Regions from separate parts of the Canis lupus genome. Here regions 2 and 3 are each linked to region 1. The links are chromatin contacts, called in public Hi-C maps. All regions are on one chromosome and are shown on one strand. The core of a region is the stretch at or near the end of the contact, and the rest is flanking DNA. Distances in the headings are between cores, read along the strand shown. Region 1 holds the start of PRKCE (protein kinase C epsilon type). Region 2 overlaps PRKCE (protein kinase C epsilon type). Region 3 overlaps PRKCE (protein kinase C epsilon type).

Evidence for each region. A called contact is a pair of places that touch in the nucleus more often than the background predicts.
Region 2: a Hi-C map of skin fibroblasts shows a contact between it and region 1, with 3 times the contacts expected there. The contact joins the enhancer-like site here to the promoter of PRKCE in region 1. A contact is called at or near these places in 5 of 9 Hi-C or Micro-C datasets (amygdala, blood, liver and 1 more).
Region 3: a Hi-C map of blood shows a contact between it and region 1, with 1.9 times the contacts expected there. The contact joins the enhancer-like site here to the promoter of PRKCE in region 1. A contact is called at or near these places in 2 of 9 Hi-C or Micro-C datasets (both in blood).

What each region holds. Positions count from the first base shown.
Region 1 is chr10:49,027,671-49,032,689 of UU_Cfam_GSD_1.0, forward strand. PRKCE (protein kinase C epsilon type) reads left to right here and starts at 2,435. Exons shown (of 15, transcript XM_038551201.1): 1 at 2,435-2,782. The coding sequence starts at 2,435.
Region 2 is chr10:49,150,803-49,155,821 of UU_Cfam_GSD_1.0, forward strand. All of the region lies in intron 1 of PRKCE (protein kinase C epsilon type), which reads left to right. Among named protein-coding and RNA genes, the nearest start is that of PRKCE, 120 kb to the left of the region's middle. Within about 2 kb of position 2,404, at least 2 of the 20 cell types and tissues checked have an H3K27ac peak or open chromatin away from gene starts, as enhancers often do.
Region 3 is chr10:49,096,567-49,101,585 of UU_Cfam_GSD_1.0, forward strand. All of the region lies in intron 1 of PRKCE (protein kinase C epsilon type), which reads left to right. Among named protein-coding and RNA genes, the nearest start is that of PRKCE, 69 kb to the left of the region's middle. Within about 2 kb of position 2,400, at least 2 of the 20 cell types and tissues checked have an H3K27ac peak or open chromatin away from gene starts, as enhancers often do. A contact at or near this core is called in blood, where this site is marked.

The DNA of each region.
Region 1 (5,019 bases), core at 1,185-3,684:
CCGACTTTTTAAGCGCAGAAGAGCTCTGCTGTCCTCAAGACTGCATTTTAGCACTGCCTCCCCAGCTGCCCCATCCTACGGGGCAGGCGGCAGGCGGCGGGAGACGACAGCATCGGGGAGGGCACTGGGAGAGGATCACCTTGGGGCTCCCTGATCATTTCTGCGACCGTGTGCCGCGCTGGGTACCCAGCTGCTTCGGGGGCCGGCCTCCTTCCTCGCCTTTAATCCTCTTTTTAAACCTTTAAGCCACAGGCAACGATAACCTTTTCCGCTGAGAAAAATGCAATGGAGGGATGGGTTTTACATTCTGGCCCACGCTCAGGGCCGCGCCAGATAAGTAAGCGCTCCGTGGGCCGGGCGCACGGGGGGCCGAGGCTCGCACCCTCGCAGCGCCCGGCCCCGCGCGCTCCACCTCCCCGCGCCCGGCCCCGCGGCGGCCGCAGCCAGGGCCGCGCCCAGGGCCTCCGGGCGCTCGTCCGCGGCCCCCGCGCGGGGCCGTCCCCCGCCCGGCCGCCTACCCCGGCCCCGGCTCCCCGCGGAGGAAATTCTTCCCCGGCAGCCCCGGGCTCGCCTCACGTGACCGGCCGCCGCGGCTGCCAGCGAGAGTTTAAAGGTTACGGAGGAAACTAGCGCGGCCGCGGCCGCTCGCCCCCCGCAGGGCGCGCCCCCCCCCCCCCCCAGCTCGGGCGGCCGCCGGCAGCGCGCCCCTCGGAGCCGCGTCCCCCGAAAGGGGCCCGGACGGGCTCCAGGGTGAATCTGCAGTCACTTCGTGGAACATAAACAAACGCGGACGCAGCCGAGGTCCTCTCCCAAGCTTTCACTTGTCAACAAGTTCCCGCGGCCCGGCAAGTCCAGGACGGGTCCAGGACGGGTCCCCCCGGGGCGACGGCGCCCCCGCCCCCCAAGCAGGGGGACGACCCTCCCCGCCTCCCCTCCCCCGCCGCGGGGGAGCCGAGCGCCCCGGGCCCGCGGGACGCACCGACGGGCCAGCACGCCCCAGCCCGGGGCCGGGGGGCTCCCGGGTCTCCTCCGCAGGCCGCCCCCCGCCCCCCGCCCCCGGGGTCTGCAGCCCGGCAGCCGGGCTCGGTCGCGGAGCCCCGGGGAGATGCGCGGGCCGCCGGCCTCGGGGCGGGGAGCGCAGACCCGGCGTCCGCAGCCCGCAGCCGCCCCCCCCCCCGCGGCGCCCGCCCCCCGGCCCCCGCCCGGCCCCCGCCCGCCGCCGCCACCCGGCCGGCTCGCCCTCTCCGCGGCGGCCTCTCCTCGGCTCACTTTTCCCGTATTGCTCCCCCAACAGGCAAAACTTTCTATTTCCCCAAACACAGGAGCGCGCGCGCGTGCACACACACACACACACACACACACACACACACACACTGACGTCTTTTGCGCATTTCCTGCATTAGAGGGAGGGAGACTGGCTCGCACACCGACGGAGGGAGAGGAGACCGCGGGGGAGCGCGGGCGGGCGGCGAGCGAGCGGCAGCCGAGAGCGGGGACGCGGGGAGCGCGGCGGGCGGGCGCCGGCGCCCGGGAGGTGGGGCCGCGCCGAGTCGCAGTCCCGGCCCCGCCGCCGCCGCCGCCGCCGCCGCCGCCGCCGCCGCCGCCGCGCTGCGCACCGCCCGGTGCCGGCCTGCGCCCCAGCCCGCGCGGCGGCCGTCCCGACCCCGACCCCGACCCCGAGCCCGACCCCGAGCCCGAGCCCGAGCCCGCGCGGGGCTGAGGTTCCGGGCTCCCGGCGCCTCCCGATCGCCGCTTCGCCTCGCCTCGCCTCGCCTCGCCTCGCCCCGGAGGAGGCGGCCGCGCCGGCCGTGCGGCTTGTGGATTCTTAAAAAAAAAACTGGCTCCGAGGAGGACCATTTCCTCTCGACATGCATCCCTCCGGATAGACTGAACATCCCTCGACCCACCCCCCGCCCCGCGCGGCCAGAGGCAGGCGCTGGGTGTGCGAAGAGGATCCGGGTTGAAATCTGCGCCCCCGGCTCTCGTCCCCGCCCCGTCCCACGCCCCCCTCCCCCTCCCGGAGTCGAAATTTCCCGGGGATTATGTTTCGGAAAGGTAGGTGAGCGCCGGGCGCGGCGCCCGCGTCCCCGCAGCCCGAGCCGGGAGCCAGCGAGGCGGCGCCACAGCCCCCGCGGCGCGCAGCGCGGCCGGCAGCTCGGTCCCCTCCGGGAGGCGCTGCGGGGGGCGGGGGGGAGAGGCTCGCTCCGCACGCGGACGTCCCCCGGCTCTCCCCCCCTCCCTGCTTTCCGTTAGGAACCCGGCGAGGAAATACATGCTCCCGCCGAGGACCGCCCGCGCCCGGGCGCAGCGCTCCCAGGTGTAGGGGGAGAGCGGGGTGGGGCGCAGGGGACCCTGCGAGCGCCGGGGCGTCGGCTCTTCACTCCTGCCCTCGGGGCGGACGGAGGGACCCCGGCCCCCGCTGCCCGCCCCGACCATGGTAGTGTTCAATGGCCTCCTTAAGATCAAAATCTGCGAGGCCGTGAGCTTGAAGCCCACAGCCTGGTCGCTGCGCCATGCGGTGGGACCCCGGCCGCAGACTTTCCTCCTCGACCCCTACATCGCCCTCAACGTGGACGACTCGCGCATCGGCCAGACGGCCACCAAGCAGAAGACCAACAGCCCGGCCTGGCACGACGAGTTCGTCACCGATGTGTGCAACGGGCGCAAGATCGAGCTGGCCGTCTTCCACGATGCCCCCATCGGCTACGACGACTTCGTGGCCAACTGCACCATCCAGTTCGAGGAGCTGCTGCAGAACGGGAGCCGGCACTTCGAGGACTGGGTGAGTCCGGGCGCCTCCCGGGCCAGGAGCCCAGCTCGGGGGGCCGCGGGGATGCGCCCACGGCCTTGGCACTGGTCACGGGGCGCCGAGACTTCTTGCCATCTGGGCTGTGTGTGTGCGTGCGTGTGTGTGTGTGTGTGTGTGATGTGTCTCAGCTGCCTTGGGGAAGCATACTCCATTTCGTCGTAGTTGAGAAGTAGGCACTGGAGCCACGGAGACCAGACTTGCAGAGAGAGTAAGGCCCTCTAGCCCCCTTCAGACAATGGGCGCTCCCGGGAGCTTGCAAGCTGCGAGAGCCCCCGGCCCTGGTGCCCAAGGTTGGCGGAGGAGCCGGCGCCTTCCGCAGGCGCGTGGTGGGCTGGCTGCGTGTGTGATTGTGTGTGGGTGGGTTCCTCCGTCCTTGGAGAGGCACGTGGAGCCCTGGACTGAAGGCTCCTTGCACGTCCTGGCTTTGTCCTGCGCAGCAGCGGAGCGAGGGAGCTGCTTTATTTTTCCCTCCGGGAGGAAGCTAGCTTGCTTCGTCGATTCTGTTGCACGGTGGTTAGCTCATCTTCTGACATACGGGGAGAAAAACGTGTTCCTCTCTAGGATCCCTCCTGCAGGGTCCCAGCAACATAAGCCAAGCTGGTTTTGCCCCCATGCATCGCCCATGCATCCAGAATGAGTGTTGTGTTTTAAAAATGGTGCTGCTTGCAAGAAACTGGAAGTCGGTCGGTGCCTTGAATCCTACTTCAAGTTATTCGATTTCCCTGTTTTGATTTTCAGGATACTGTGCAATGAGATACTACCGCTAAGTCTGACATTGACTTAATTGATGACACTGTCAAAATATTAGGGACTTGGGAATGGGCCTTCCTTGTCCAAGTACTGTAAACCAAAGGCGCTAAACCTTGGCACCCAAAGAAGCAGGGAGAACCACCCTTCTTTTAGCTCTTTTTGAAAGGAAGGTGTTAAATTAGGAAATGGATTTCGGTGTTTTCTGATTTGCTACGTGTTTCCAACAAGAGCAGGTGTGGCCCTGGGTACATATGTTTTCAGGTTTCTTCGCTCTACATGAAAAGAGGTATCTGGTCCTCATGGAGAAACATAGAGGAATCCCCTTATAATTATTGAAAACAGACCACTTCATGATTGTCCTAGGGTCAGAGGTCGCGTATGAACCACGTTGGCATGTCACCTTACATATTTTGTAAAAGGAAATGGAGTTTTAGACAAAAATAGGAAAAAGTCTCCTCTCGTTATGCTCACACTGTGATGTAGTCTGCCCCAAAACCATGGTTACGGGGCTTACAGGGAAGCCTCAACTAACCATACCGAGTACAGCCCTGGGAGATTTGTGGCTTACACTTTGGGGAGCAGAATTATGGAATTCCAAAGAACACAGTGCCATTGCACCCCATTCCATTCATCGATGCCCCTTCCTTCTACTGGCCCCCCACCACTGGAGTTCCCACTCACTCCTCATTTCCTTTCCATATATAGGCTCTTTGACTCAGGAAAAGTAGTGCCTCTCTGAGGGGGAGCTTAAGGGATGACCAGTTTCAGGGCCAGACCTTAACACTAAAAATTGTGGTTTTTAAGTTGTTTTAGAACAGGAAGAGGACAGAAAAAAAACACGGGTATAGTAGAGAGACCACGGGGCCTTTACCACGTATGCAGATGAGGAAGATAGAGTGGGGCAGAGAGAGCAGATGGGATGAACAGTAAGGTGGCTCTAGCCACAGAACGTATCTTGGTTGGAGGGAGAGGTGTCTATGTGTCTCTGGTGATGCTTTGCTGGGGCCTGCCCAGACCCTGCATGCATTAGGGCACCATCCCCACTTTTGAGCACTTGGAGTGAAGCATGCTGTGGGCACCGGCCTTGCCTTGTCATTATTCTCTAAGGTGCTCAGATTCATGTTGGACTTGGCCCTAGCCTGGATCACCTAGTGCAGAGGCATGTTTTAGAGACAAGGACATTGAGTGTCAGAGAAGCCAAGTGGGTACCCAAGGTCACATGCAAGCATGAGGGGACTGGAAGTAGAGCCCACACCTCCTATTGCCCATGGCTTGCCAGGGGGATGAGAACTGGGCCCCCCTGGCCCTCCCAGTCTGTTCCCTGCAGATTCATGTGCTGTGTCCCTGAGGTTTTCATTGTACACAGTAATTTAAAGTGCTTTCAAAATCATTTCTCTTTTGTCTCATAGCAAGTGTGAATTAGGTACAGCAGGTATTAGATTTAAACAAAACAAAACAAA
Region 2 (5,019 bases), core at 1,154-3,653, 120 kb after region 1:
TGCCCCTCCCATCTGGTCAGCTGGAGCTGACCAGCAAGTGGCTCTCTCAAATGGGAGCCAATAGCTTTTTCCTCTGCTGGTTTCCACTGGCTTTCTTCCCTTCTTCCCACCAGCCCTACATCTCCACTTAAACACACACACACATACATTCACACACATTATAAAAATGCTTTTCTCTCCTCTTCTCAGTCAGTTTATCCAGATGACACTGCTGAATCACCAAGGAAAGCTTAACTGTCTCAGCTCAGAGCTAGGAAAAATCTGGACAGTGTTTGCTGAAATTACTAGTGCTCTTGAAATGCCTTACGTGTGGTATCACACACTCCTGCAGGAGGATCACTTAATTTCGAAATTAAATGACTAGCTCTGAATTTTACTTCCTACTCCATCCCTAGAAACTCATCTTCAGCCACATTTGTCTTAAATGAGCATTCCCAGTTTTTCAGTACCTTTGGCTGGCTTCCCCTCCCCCACCACGGGACTAAGTTGCATTTCTTAAAGATCATTCAATTGCTATTTTCTATTAATCGAAGACTCAGGCCCAAAGCTGCTCACCACCAGCAGCAAATACAAGGTCTGTAAACGAACATGCCATTAAAGCAGCTAAACCTGATGATTAAATTTGCTATGGGGTCTTATCTCGGAGAAATGTATACTTTTCTTTTGGCCTTCTGAAATATTTTAAGAATGATTCCTTCTCATCACTTTCCTGAGCTCCTAGGAGTCTGTGCTGCCACAGAGTTTCTTTTCTTTTTTTTTTTTAAGATTTTATTTATTTATTCATAAGACACACAGACAGAGAGAGAGAGACAGGCAGAGGGAGAAGCAGGCTCCACGCAGGGAGCCCGACGTGGGACTCGATCCCAGGTCTCCAGGATCACACCCTGGGCTGAAGGCAGGCACTAAACCACTGAGCCACCCGGGCTGCCCAACACAGGGTTACTTTTCTTAGTTACTCGATTCATCAGCCTTCTTGCTGGAGAGAACCACAGGAGATAACCTGGTTCGGGGTTCTGCTTCCTCCCTCCCTGTCCCTTCACTTAAAAAAAAAAAAATACAATTATCTGAATCCTAGATGAGCTATATCATTTATCAGAATCAATCGGTAAGGAAGGGAAGTGAGCTTTGAGCCTAGTCCTTATCTTGTCTGAGCTGTGTCAGAATCCTTGTAGTTTTGATGATTTATCCACAGAGGTAAAGTCTGAAATAAGGGGCCTCCTTCATATGTGCAGTGTGTGAGTTGGGGATTATTCCTCCTTCAGTCTGCCACGTAAATTCTTTTTACCTGAGTTAAGGGGGTGGAGGGTGAGTATCTTCCTGCCTGAGCTACCAGTGCTTCAAGTCTCTTCTTACTGCCCTTTTGTGCACATCCTTCTTCTGACTCTGGCCCCACAGGCACTCACGGGCTCAGCTGCCCACTTCCTGGGAATCTACGTTGGCTTTGGAGACTCTAGCTATGTCCTTTCATGGAGGCGGTGTGGTGCAGTGAAACAAAGCCTAGGCACACGCTTAGGTTCAAGCCCTGAGTCCCTTCTTGGGAGTAGGGTGGTGCTTGGGCAAGTCACTCAGGTAACGACCGTCAGTTTCTTTATCTTTAAAATGGGCCGACAATCCCTATTTCAGGATTGAGGTGGCCATTCCAGACTGCACATCCCCAGCCTTTGGCATGTGCCACATGCGTAATAAATGGTCACCATTGTAACTGTGAAAAGGGAGAGGAGAATCCGGCCTCTAGGGAAGGGGGCGTGAGAGAGATCTAAGATAGAAGGCCAGTGTTTTCAGGATAATGTATGCTTTTGTTTGACCCTTAGATTTGGGAAGGATGGTTGTTTTTTATGAACTACCCACTTTTCTTCCTCCCAAGCTATAAACTGAGTGGAGATAATCAGCTCTCTGTCATATAACCTCTTGAGTGTTTTTTTTTGGTTGATTGATTATATATACATATATATGCACATACACACACACAGCACGGGGCTGGGGGTGGGGGGAGCTCAGCAAACCTCTACCCACGGTCCGCATAAGATTTCTGGCGAGGCATCTGCCATGGTTTCTTCATATCTGAATCCCCAAAGCAAACTAAGTCGGAAGCAGTGCATGAGAAACATCCCCTCTGGTGACCTACTCAGGTACTTACTTCCTCTTTATTATTTCATTACTTTTTGTCCCGGCGAATTTGCTCTTACAGTTTCAAGATAATCAATTTATTTTCATGCGCCTTCCCCATCCAAATTGGATTACAAATATAAATAGCTCTGCGCGGCCCCAGCGGCCAGCGTGCGCTCCCAGGCTGGTGCTTGGCAGCCGGGCTCCTTGGGCAGGCTGGGGCTGTTTGTTTATTTTCAATTGGAGCTCTAAGTGCTGGAATGACTTTCACCTCCTCCACACACAGCCATCTCAGAACCCCCTTTGTTCCCTGGGCGCAGAGGACAGCTATTCAGGGTTTTCACTGGTTGCGGTAAGAATGCCAGTTCCCTCGCCATCACCCTGCTGGTGGCTCTCCTGTGGTTAGCCTCTTTCATTTACAATTTTTTTCTACATCACGAAGTGCATTTTGCACACACACACCCCCACTCGCCTCAGGCTGCACCCCAAAGATCTACCTTACGCTTGCTATTTGCCTTCCAGGAACTGGAGAATACCACCAGGTGACATTGTAAGGAAAATAGGACCAGGTCCCAGGTCGGGAACCGTGGTCTCCTTGGTTGGAGTTCAGCTTTTTCCCTCACTGGAAATCTCCTTCTCACTTTGTTTTCTCTTTACTTCATGTGCATTTTGGGTTGTGTGGAGGTGGTTTTCTTACCATATTGTCTCACCTCCGCTGACAGATGTAGAATTAACTGGAATACGAGTTAGGCCCCACATGCCGATTGGGAACGCTGTTTTTCTTGGTCTTCTAGATGTGGGGATTTGTTACCCCACCCTGATCTCTGTTCACGGGGCGGGGGGGGGGGGGTGTTGCTCTTGGTGTGGTCCTTGAACCACCAGCATTCGACCTTCTAGAAAGTGAGGACTTAGGTCTGACTGTATCGTGGCGGGACCCAGGGATCTGCGATAGGAAAGTTGCAGCGTGCTGGTCTGAGTACGAAATGTCATCTCTGAAGATACGACTACTGCCCCCATTCATTTCTTCCTTTCTCTTCCAGGCTAGTGCTGAGCCTTGTCAGGACCCACCCCGCAGGCCGTTGTCACTCCAGTTTGGTCATAAATACGTTCATGCACATGTACCTCTCTATCTCCAGTATCTTTTCTCCGATGCTGAGATAATTCTGTGCTGGTCTTCCAAGGAGCTCAGCGTCCAGTTGAAGAGATAAGGCGTGCTCATGTGAAAAGAGGAGTAACCATAGCTGGCAAGGAAGGCTAAGTGCGCATGTGTGATTAAACTCGGTTTTAATGGGACGGAGGGTGTTGGCCCTGAGTGGGGTCCTGAGGAAGGATGGTGCCAGGTGGGAGGTAGCGGGAGAGCAGCCCCTCAGAGGCAACAGCATGAGTAGCAGCTTGCAGTGGGGATGAGGGACTCCTGTGGGTGAGGAGGGGAGCCAAACTGACCCAAGGAGGAGGAAGAATTGGGTTGGTTGTAAAGGAATGTGAGTCTAAGCTGCCTTTTGGGGAGCTTAAAAGATAATCAGATTAGTTGGGATTTCGGGAAGAAAATTTGGCAAATCAGTGCTATAATCAGGATCATGTTAGGCTTTGCAAAGTCAGAATCCCATTTGCTAATTTGGCGCCTTCCCCTTTCATTAGTTCGGGGTGCCCAAAATTGTAGGTTTGGAGAAAAAATACTACAGTACTTTTCCACTGGTGAGTCTGGAGAAAACGGTAGGTAAAGAGTGGACAAGGTGTTCCAAGACAGAAAAACAAAACTTTATATTATGATAATTTCCAAAAATTTATAAAGGTGTAACACTATCATAATTCTTAGTTCATCATGAAAAAACCATCCCCGTGAGGCAACAATGAGAAGTTCAAGAACCAAAGAATCTAACTTATGGGGATAGAAATCAAAATGGTGGTTGCCTCTGGTGGGGGTGAGGGGACGAGTAGGAGGGCAAGAGAGAAGTTTCTGGGGTCGTGATAAAGTTCTTTATCCTTATGGGGGTATTGATGCCATAAGTGTATGTTTGTCAGACTCCGCAAGCTGCACTTACGTTCTGAGCAGTGCACTGCATACAATTCAGGAAAATAAAGCTATTCTGGGACACCTGGGAGGCTCAGTTGGTTAAGCATCTGCTTTCGGCTCAGGTCATGATCCCGGGGTCCTGGGATCGAGCCCCGAGTCAGGCTCCCCGTTCAGCAGGGATCTGCTTCTTCCTCTCCCTCTGCAGGCTGCTCCCCCTACTTGTTCTCTCTCTCTCTCTCTCTCTCTCTGTCAAACAAATAAATAAAATCTTTAAAAAAACAAAGCTATTCCTCCTTTTTCTGCCCTAATTTTCATTTAGTCCTTTTGATCGTGCCAAGGAAAAACTGATTGGGGTCAGTGTGTAATAACATCTAATACTTATCTCCCTCCCTTTCTAAACAAAAGCAGAAGGCCTCAGAAGAATATTTTGTTTTCACTGCATTAGAAAAACAATCCTTTATGCCCATTGATACTAGCGCTCCTAAAAAGTACTGGAATATTTTTTCTTCAAAAATAAAATGATTTAAGGAAAAGAGATAAAAGCGCTAAGCATGTAGAGTGGAGGCTGTAAGGTGGTTTGTGGCTGGCAGACACTGGAGAAGCACTAGTGGGTGGGAGTTATTACTTCAGGGTGCCCCTGTGGGACAGAAGAGTCTTGCCAAAAAATGATCTGTCCTTATTCACTCAGACATCACTCGTCGAGTTTGGTTCTGTGTTCTGGATTCATGGAGCCAGAGACATCGAGGGTGGCCGTTGGCGTCCAGGCATCTGTGGTGGGCTGGAGACTGGTCGGGCCGGGCCGTGGAAACAGCAGTTGTGAGTGGTTCACCTGGAAGCAAATCTCTGGCCTCTGCGTCACAGCAGCTCCGGGTACCTGAGAGGCCCAGCCACGCTGTCTG
Region 3 (5,019 bases), core at 1,150-3,649, 69 kb after region 1:
CAGAAACTTTAGAAGTGCGGCATTGTTTTATAGTTTCACAAGTCTCTTTCATGGCTGGCACAGTAGAAGTCAGCTGGATTCTTCTATCTCCTTCTGCATTCAATTTGTTGTCAGATCACACGTAGTCATGTAGCCCCTGGAAACTCTACTGTACACTCCTGACACTATGAAAGTGAAAGAGACAAAGTGAATTAGTATTATTATGAAAATAATTATTTGCAGACCCACTAAAAAGGTCTCCGGGACCTCTAGGAGTCCCCAGACTGCACTTTGGGAACCACTGTGGTGAGCCAGCAGGATGTAAACATGGGCAGAAGAGGGTGCCGAACTTGGGATGTTGGTCTTGGTGGGTCTCCCTTGGGAAGTAGGAAGAGGAAGGAAGGCCTATTGGACACTCTCCTTTCACTCCGGGAATGATTGTGTGGTCCCTCTCTGAGGTAATAGCATTGACTCCCCATTGCCTGACTGGGCAATGGACAGGAGAGCAGCCCTGCCCTCTTGGAGCACTCAGTCCACATGGCTTACACATGTGGTAGTTCACCCCTGGAGCCTCTGGGGAGCAAATGCTGTGAATCTTCCCTGTTAAAATATGCAACTGGGAAAGAGAGGAGCCGTGAGCCCAGGACCCAGTTCACATGTGTTTCCAAGGTAGTGCTCAGAGGGTGCCCGCAGGAGAGGCCAGGACTCTTCCCCAGGCCTGAGGTTTAAGCATTAGTTATCAGCACAGTTATGCTTCTGGGGTCCTGGGCTCCGGGTTAAGTGTCTGCAACTTGTTCCTGCTCACTGGCAAGGCGCTATCGTCTTTCCTAACCAGCTTGCCCTGTTGATGGTCATGATTCACCATTCCCTTCTGCCCACTGTGGGTTTTCTGCTACTCAAGACAGCTCGCTGGTTTTGAGTTTAACATTCCAACACAAGTTCTTTTGAATTTCTTCACGCTGTGATGACATGGCCCGTTCTTGCATTCTTTTTAGGAGATCCTGCTTTTAGTTCTTGTTTTCGAGAGGCTTAAACGGTCTAGAATCATTAGCGACCACTGCCTGACTTTAGGTTCTAAACATCATGCTAGGGTCCCCACTGTTTAGTTTTGATTCTCAGGATATATTTTTCTGAGACAAAATATTTGCTATTTTAAGGAACTAGATATGTGGTGGGAGCCTTTGGCTTCTGAAGATATTGTCTTGTGCTTCATAGAGGGCCTTGTAGGGTGGCTAAGGGGTAAGGGAAGCTCTATTCAGTCTAAGATTTGGCCTGAGAGTTCTTATTAGGAGACCTGCCGTTCACTGAGCAGATTTTTCTAGGTGAAGATGGTTGTCTGATGTGTGCCAGCCCAGTCCCTTCTCCGCCCAAAGTGAAACTGATACTGTATGACTGGGAGTTCATCTTTGTGGGCCAATGGGGCCATCTGCTCCTGAGAAGAAAATTATGTGTACACTGACAATGGTTTACTTACCTGTTTAGGCCATAGCTGTTTATTCAGTGTGAGCCGAATGCAAGGTGATAAGGGAGTTACACTCTGGATGTCCTTTCAGGAGAAGAAGATGTTTATTGAGGAGAGAAAATAAGCAAAAGAATGTTCTGTATGCCCAATGTGCACAGCAGTAAGTGTGAGTGGGTATCTCTGGCGGGAACCATCAGTGAGGGTGCAGTATTATCAATGGAGGCTTCCAGAAGAAGAGGGATTTGAACTCTGCCTTAAAGGATTAGAGGATTTGGACCAGGAGGGAAGGCATTCCTGGTAGCTTAGAGGATTTGACTAAGCTTTTGTGCAACATCTGTCATCCTGCCCAGATGTGCTGGCTATCATTTGGGCCACTGATGACTCTATTTTCTTGCCATCGTGGTGGTCTCTGCCTCTTGGCCCCACACTTGGGGCATGTATTTTCACGCTGTACCAGAACTCTGGAAAGCGAGGAAGGACACCGATGAAGCTAGCGCCCTGTTGGTCTAAAGTAGGCTGAGGGAGGCTGTGTATTGTGTAAACACTGTGCCTCTCTGTGTAAGTGTATTTTTTAAAGTGTGACTTCACATCCTTTCCAAAAGCCTTTTGTAGCCCATCAAGACTACGGTGATGACTGAGAAGCGATTCGTTCTAAATTAAAGGTACGATCAGTTTTGACTTCAAAGGGCAGGGAATCAAGAGAAATCTCTCCCTCCTGATTTTAGGGGAAACTTCAAATAAGACACTAATTGCCTGCCTGGCACCTAGGTGGCCAGAAACTTCTCTGGAAGCCTGTCTAGCAAACAAAAGAATAACAATATAAGCATTGACAGTTGTGGTTAACCACCCCTTTCCCCCCAGCACCCCTCCCCCAACACTACCACACCCAAACCCACTCACTCACTCTTCATAGGAGCCTGTTGTGCATGTAGCTTCCTTTGATGGTGGCAAATGCGCAATTGGGTGCCATTTTATATTACAGTTGTAGTACCCACATGACATTTTAGTCTTTAGCTCTCAGGCACAGACTTCTAGAATATCTGAGCTGGAAGGAATCATAATTATAAGCCTCTCTGTTTTCAAAATGGGGAACTGAGAACCCAGATTGCCCGAGACTCATCCAAGTTTCTCTTCACCAGTTCATGCTTTTCTTCAGTATCAGAAATTAATGACACTGCCACTTACTGACGCCCCCTGCTAAGCGCTTGTCAAGCATCAGGGACTTAATTTCTTGCAACAGCCATATGGAGAAGGTATTGTTAGCCTGCCTTCTTTAAGGTCAGAGAGGTTGAGTAATGTGGTTCCATTCAGATGTTAACAGGTAGTGGTGCAGAGATTTGAATTGAGATGCAAGTTGACTGTAGAGCACTGGCTCTTCACTACTACTGTAGTGAAGTTAGATTTATTTGAGAGAGAGTTAGAGTTAGATTCCCAAGTTAGATTTTATCTCTCTGCTCTCACTTCTTTCCCCACTTCCACCCCTCTCTCTTTTCCCCTGTCCCACCAGGGACCTCCCTCTCTGGTATGAAGATAGGATTCTGACCATGGCCACCATGATGACTCCAAGTCTGGGCTCCTTCCTTTGGGGCCTTTTTCATGGTTCAGAATCCTCATTCTGGGGACTTAGAGTGGCTGAGATCACACTGATACCAGGGGTCCTTGGCTGGTTAGTTTAGGCAGTTAGGGCAGCAGAGGCTGTCCCTTCTTATGTTGGCTTATGAGAGACTGAGCACGAGAGAGAGAAAGCAGATGGAAGGTTTTGTGAAACCCATCCCCAACTCAAGCAGGGGTCATTTGCATCATCTTTATCATCAAAGAGTATGTTCCCCAAACGGATGGCCTAGGATATACCAGTGCAGATGTGCTAGCAAGCTGAAGGGCTGCTGCCTGCAGCCTCTACTGTATTTGTCTCTGTCTCTGCCTTTCATTCTCTTTTCTTCCCTACAGCAGGAGCCTGGAGGGTATCACTCAGGCTCCATGATGCTCTGATTACTGACCTCTGGCTTATGTGAATTTTTACATGGTATTGAAGGAATCTGTCAAGAATACAGCTGTTTTTGCATCTGTTCCAGAGGTTCTGGGCTGTGCCAGAGGCTTCATCCTCCATAGAGGCTTATTTTTCAAGTTTGAGCAGAAAATAATCCAAGGAACACTAGCAATCCAAATGATTAGCCTGCATGCTGACTGATGCAGGCCAGAGTGGGGGCCGAGGGATGCTCTCGTCCTTCTTTACAAGGGAGAGACTGGTACCTTCACCTCATCCCAAGGGGAGCAGACTGAGGAACAGCTTAGGAGCCCACCAAATGGGAGGCAGGGTTCTCGACCCATCTGGGGTCTTATGAGAGAAACAGATCACTATGGAGGAGCTCTTTGGGCCTTGAGCATGTTTGGCATTGTTCAACAGCACTGACAAGAATGGATGCTTTTGAGTTCCCTCATTAACCTTGCATTTAAAAAGAGGAAGAAAAATGAAAAAAACCACACATCAGAAGAGCAGCACCGAGACAACAGTCATGTTGCCGAGAACACTGAGCCTGCATTCTTACTTGGGTAACATTTTTAACTGTCAAAGGCTTTCATCATTACCAGCTTCCCTTTGCTTCCGTTCCCTTCCCTTCTGTTCCCCTTCTTTTCTTTTCTTTTCTTTTCTTTTCTTTTCTTTTCTTTTCTTTTCTTTTCTTTTCTTTTCTTTTTCTTTTTCTTTTTCTTTTTCTTTTTCTTTTTTTCTTTTTCTTTTTTTTTTTTCTTTTCTGTCCTTAGGATGTTTCCAAGAAATAGTTCTCATTAAAAAAGGAAATCAAATGGGGCGATTGGGTGGCTCAGGTGGTTAACTCTCAGCCTTTGGCTCAGGTCATGATTTCAGGGTTCTGGGATTGAGCCCCCATATCAGGCTCTCTGCTCAGGGGGGAGCCTGCTTCTTCCTCTCCCCCCTATCCCTGCCTGCTCATATTCTCTCTCTCTTACTATCTCTTTCTCTCTCTCAAATAAATAAAATCTTAAAAAAAAAAAAAAGAAAAAAGATATCAACTTTGTGTGTCTGTCCAGCATATCACGGGAGACACTGAGCTATTATTTGTAAACTGTTTTAAAAAATAAATTTTAACATTTGTGGATTATGAAAAGGGTATTTCCCAGATTTATCTAAAAGGAAACCAAATCCCACTAGTGTGAAATAACACATGGAGGCTGTTAATGAAAATTTGGAGGTGTAGGAGATGCAAGTGTGGAAGACAGTAGAAGCTTGGGTGCCTGTGAACCAGGAAGTAGTCTTAGGCAAAAGGTAGTTGCTGGGGAAAGTCTGGGGCCAGGTACGAAGGTAGGTTTTAGGGCCAGTTGATTACCATAAAAGCACTCTGCTTTTAGGGATGAGGGTGGTTATTACCGTGACTGTCAGGGGAGCAGGCTATGACGTAACCGTGGGACACACGATCTTTGCCTGTGATTGATTGACACATGGTGCTCTCCTGTGGTTTAAGGATGGAGACCACTTGCTGAAAAGATGGCTTGCCTTTTACAGCTCACCGTTTTAGGCCTATACCCTCATTCACTTAGAGCAGACCCAGTCTCTGTGGTTTTCA